Linked DNA regions of Danio rerio: region 1 is linked to region 2. The links are chromatin contacts, called in public Micro-C maps. All regions are on one chromosome and are shown on one strand. Each heading gives the region's core, a stretch centred on a gene start, on an enhancer-like site or on the middle of the called end of the contact. The rest is flanking DNA. Distances are from core to core; before and after follow the strand shown. Region 1 overlaps ngef (neuronal guanine nucleotide exchange factor). Region 2 holds the start of rps5 (ribosomal protein S5).

Evidence for each region. A called contact is a pair of places that touch in the nucleus more often than the background predicts.
Region 1: a contact with region 2 is called in a Micro-C map of caudal fin, with 6 times the contacts expected there. The contact joins the enhancer-like site here to the promoter of rps5 in region 2. A contact is called at or near these places in 2 of 18 Hi-C or Micro-C datasets (caudal fin and hematopoietic stem cells).

The regions. Positions count from the first base shown.
Region 1 is chr15:42,847,776-42,850,475 of GRCz12tu, reverse strand. ngef (neuronal guanine nucleotide exchange factor) reads right to left here. Exons shown (of 15, transcript XM_692454.8): 15 at 947-2,302. The coding sequence ends at 2,085. Among named protein-coding and RNA genes, the nearest start is that of trnai-aau, 4.5 kb to the left of the region's middle. Within about 2 kb of position 1,420, at least 7 of the 62 cell types and tissues checked have an H3K27ac peak or open chromatin away from gene starts, as enhancers often do. A contact at or near this core is called in caudal fin, where this site is marked.
Region 2 is chr15:42,689,382-42,692,081 of GRCz12tu, reverse strand. rps5 (ribosomal protein S5) reads left to right here and starts at 1,379. Exons shown (of 6, transcript NM_173232.1): 1 at 1,379-1,411.

The sequences.
Region 1 (2,700 bases), core at 171-2,670, 160 kb before region 2:
ACAACTTTTATTTCTAGCGTCAAGCAACTTTTAAAAGATAATTTACTCAATTTGTTTTACTATAGACAGAACAGTGCTCATCTATAAAGTATTATCCCTGTGCTTTTGTGATAATCTGTAACAAATATAAACTATATTGTGTGATAAAACACTAAAACTGAAGCCGTTTTTATAACTATACTACATGTGTACTAGAAAAGACATGGATTTAGAAATAAGATGGCGTAAGTTTTTGAATTAAGATACTTTAGGACACATGTGTCAAAGCCAGTTCCTGGAGGGCCGCAGCTCTGCACAGTTTACTTCCAACCCTGCTCCAACACACTTACCTGTAGATTTCAAACAAGCCTGAAGGACTCAATTACTTTTATCAGGTGTGATTAATTAGGGCTGAAACTAAACTGTGTAGAGCTGCGGCTCTCCAGGAACTGAGTTTCACACCTGTGCTTTAGGAGGTGTTTAAATTGACAGAAAATCCAGCAACACTACAGGGGTTCCCAAACTTGGTTCTGGAGGGCTGGTGTCCTGCATATTTTAGTTCCAACCCCAATTATACCAGCTAATCAAGCTCTTTCTAAGTCAGGGGTGTCCAAACTCGGTCCTGGAGGGCCAGTGTCTTGGAGAGTTTAGCTCCAACCCTAATCAAACACACCTGAACCAGCTAATCAAGCTCTTACTAGATGTACTAGAAACTTCGAGGCAGGTGTGCTAAACTCAGTAGGACACCAGCCCTCTAGGACCAAGTTTGGACACCCCTGTTCTAGGTATACTAAAACTTCCAGGCAAGTGTGTTGAAGGAAGTTAGAGCTATACTATGCAGGTCACCAGCCCTCCAGGATTGAGTTTGGACACCCCAGCTCTAATATTACACATCTTCTGATCAGATTAACAAAAATGCATCTTAAAACCAGGTGTAAACAGGGATTATAAGCAGTGTGAGCATATGTAAAGTAAAAACCTTCTCTTTATTCATCTAAAAACATTCGCAGGGTAATACAACATGAGATTAAACAACAGCATTTTGCTTTTGAAGTGAGCTGTCCTTTTAAGGCAAATCAGCTCACTCTTGATGCTGTTAATAGATCTCCATTAACTAGTCATGCCTTTGACCAAAGACTGAACAAAATTAAGATTATGTCCCACATCTGACCACAATAGTGTGATAACTTGTGCTTCTTCAGCTTTAAATATGATTGCTTTAATTCAATCTTGTATTTTGAATTGGTTGTGCATTGAAATCATGGTATGTTTAAACTAACACGACTTAAAAAATGACATCCTCAGAATGAAAACAGAGATATTAATCAGCATTATACCACATCACACATGATTTATCTCACTGCAGACAAATGGCTTGCTGGAAACTTACTGGTTAGGACACTGCTTGGTGTTAGACTGGTTCAACAACATTGCTCTTCTGTGTGTGTAGAGTGTGTGTTTGTGTATGAAAACATAGTTTAATGTGTGCGCGACTGATTGTACACACACTTTCATGCAGCACGTGCACAAAACAGAAATAAGTGTTCTTCATCAGCATGATTTACCTCCATATTTCCTAAAATAATGTGATTAATTTAGTTCATTTTCGCTCGCTCTTCATTTTAGTTCTTCAGGTGGATTGGCAGGAGAATGAGCTCCACACGGTACAGTACGTCCTCGTTGTCCTTGGAGGTTAGTTTAAAAACACAAACCTGTATAGTCAGTAAGGTGTGACCATGCACATTAATACATTCCTTTTCCGAGAGAAGCATTATGACTTTACAAAAGTCCTCATGTAGCGATAGCTTTTATTTTCCTTCACCTCAAAAAGTAGTCCCTGTGTGTGTTTGTATGTGTGAGAGACTGCGGAAGTTGAAATCCTTCATGCTTACAGCGTGTTAGGACTGTATGGAAGCAGCGATTCATAAAACACAAGTGCTTAAAGTGCAAGAGCTCTTCCAAGACCCTGTCGAGTCCTCAAAAAAAAAAAAACACAGGACACTGAATGACAATCGGTCCACCGTACTAATGTACCATCGCTTTCCCTGTTGATTTAGGAGAATGAATGGTGGTGTTGATGCGGTGTCATGTCTTGCTCTTTGTGCCTACAGGTCAGTCCAGCTGGCATTGTACTGGGAGTTTCTGACAGCCACGCGCCCCCTGGAGGCGGCTCTGGTTCCCTGCGCTCCTTCCTGCGCTTGTTGGATGCGCTGGCACTCTTTCAGGTTTTGAGCCCGCACTTCTGCGCTCATGATCCGCTCCACCACGCGGTTCGGGAACCAGCCGCGCTCTCCATCGTGAAGCCTCTCACCCAGTATCCAGCCTGAGGAGGAGAGATGAAGGTGTGTGTTCAGAGACAAAGAAACACAGGTGATAATGATGATGATGATGATGATGATGATGATGTTTTATTTATTGCAACATTTCATTAATAAACATACAATTAAAAACAAATGAATACCTCAATTAAATAAGATTTTTAGCATTAATACATGATGATTCCTGGTGACACTTTGCTAAAAATATCCTTAAGAGAGAAGAAAACACAGGAAGGATGTGCCACAAAAATAGTAAAATGAACAGATGGCAGGAAGCAGCATTGCAAGAGGTAATTTCATGCAACATGCATTTGACCAAAAGAGTCTAGATTGTGTCTGACAACAACAGTGATATAATGTGCCTCTTTTGCTGGATTTTATTTAGATTTGATGCATTTAAAAA
Region 2 (2,700 bases), core at 130-2,629:
AAGTCTCGGTGTATACAGGAGAAATGATTGCACTTTTATTAGCAATACAATGGGTAGATGAGATAAGACCTTTGAAATCAGTCATCTGTTCAGACTCAAGTTCTTCACTGGCAAGTTTACGATATAGTAATTTAGAAAGTAGACCAGACATTTTATTATAAATAATGCAAACATTGTATAGAACTCAAATGATGGGAATAACTGTAATATTTTTATGCATATTGGTGTTCAAGGAAATTGCAGATAAGGAAGCAAAACAAGCTGTTAAAAATAATGAAGTCAGTCTGTAAGTATAGTGCTACCCTACAAAGGTTTTTTTTTTAACAAAAGTTTATTTCTGAAGATTTTGATGTAAATTTCTCCTGTGATCACCAAACTGAAGATCTGTCTCATCTGTTTTGGAATGAATATTTTGGAAAAATGTATTAGGTATATTTAGTGGCATAATTCCTGATGTTATGTTAAAATATGAAAATGTTATTTTAGGATATAATCATCAAAATGAACATCCAGATGCTTTTTTATTTAATCTTATTATATTTTTGGCCAAATATTTTATACACAAGTGTAAATTTTGTAAGCATAAACCTTTCTTTCAGATTTTTCTTGAAGATCTAAATATTTATATGTCTTTGATTCCCGAATGTACGAACAAAAAAGCTGTAAAAACTGTAAATCTGTTTAAAAGATACATTTCTGTTTTGATCCCTGGCATGTAACGTAATGTAAATGTTTCAGTTTGTTAATAAAAAAGAGTGAAGTCAAGAGTATTATTAAGAAAAGAATGAAGGAAAGGTGGCAAAAACAATGGGATGATGAAAAAAGGGCCGGTGGTTTTACAAAATTCAAAAGAAAGTAGGAGAAATGAGAAGTGTAGGAAAAAACAGGAGAGAGGAGATAATAATATCTAGGATGAGATTTGGACACACAAAATTAAATAGTACACTTTTTAAAATGGGTAAACATGGTACAGGACAATGTGAGTTCTGTGGGCAAGAAGAGACGGTAGAACATGTTATACAGTACACTGCATGAAGTATGAAGACGAAAGGAGAGAACTTGGTAAGAATTTAGAAGAGATAAGAGTTGAATTCAAATTAGATGACGTTCTACAAAATAACTCAGGAAATACATGTTTTACCTGTTTATTGCAATAGCTAAAAAAATCTCATTTATGGGAGAGGATTTAATCAAAGAAAGCGGTAGGTGAGGGTTAAGTCATAGTGATCCACACTCCATACCAGTTGGTGGCGGAAATACACCATTTTGTTGTTTGTCAATCGCCATTGAATTGAAGAAGAAGAAGGCACGACTCGGAAGTGCATTGAGCGGAAGTGGTTTTTTTCTCGCTCCTCGTGTCGCTCTTCCTTTCCGCCTGCTCGAGTGCGCCATTCACACACACGCTGCGAAGGTAACGCTAGAAAACATGTTTTAAAGCTTTTATTTCCCTGTTTCCCTCACCAAAGTATATAAAAACGGCTGTTAACAACCTTATCTGCGTGTTTTAACCTAAAAATTGTAGATATGTGTGGTCAAAATGATGAGTTTGAGCGTCTTTATGAGCCGTCCATGAGCCGCTGTCTTTCCCGAAGAAGACCAAGAGCGAACCCGCATGCCTGAGTGCTGAGATAGCTTGTTTGTTTTGTATTATTTAAAGGAATTAGTTGAGTTATATGCATATTTTTGGTCTTCCGCTTGAGTTTAAATGCACAAAATAAATAATTTGTTGGCATTTAGTAATGTCATATAGACGTCAGATTGTAATGTATTTTAATCTCCCTCCATGTAACTTATGCTTCGTTTATAATAGACTTTTGAGTTTTGCTTAACTTTTAGGTTACCGCTAATATAAAAAGCAATTAGACAGTCTTGATCTTTTGTTGTTGCACTGATATATTTTTTGGGAATAGCCAAAATCCATTGTATGGGTCTAAATATATTCGATTATTTGATGCATAAAAAGTATTATAATTTAAAGTAGTGGCATCAAGTTCTTTCCCTAAATTGATCTAAACTGAATAATGACTAACGTAAGTAATGTATATTGCTAAGAATAGGATTTTGACAACTTTAAAGGTGCTTTTTCTCAATAATTTTTTAACCCTCAGATTCAAAATTTTCAAGTTGTCGTAAACGCTCTCCTATTTTAACAAACTACATGAATGGAAAGCATTTTTCTAAATATGAATCTGCATTTCCAAATATGAACTTTTTTACTTTTGTGATCTATTTGCTCTATCTAGCTAATGACTATAAAAGTATTGTTTACAGTCTATCCAATAATGCTAATGTTGTTTTGAAGTCAAACTCTCAGTACATGCGATTTCAGACTGAATATTCAATTTAGCATGCTAAGCATTATAGGGGCCGCTTCACAAGTTGTCACTAAACAAATGAGCGAATATAAACCCAACTGTACCTCAATTTGATCAGTGACAACTTGTGACATGCTCCATATATTGTATAGTGAAATCATATTAGCAGCCAATGACTGAGTACAACATTGATCACAGTCTGTTAAATAATTCTAATGTTGTTTTGAAGTCATACATGCATGTGTTTTCAGACTGAATATTCAAAGTAGTGTGGTTATCAATTAATAGAGGAAAGTTGGTTTTATATTGAGACATTCGTTCAGTGATGACTTGTGGCATGATCACTATATTGTTTATCATGGCACTTTGAAGATTTGGTCTGAAA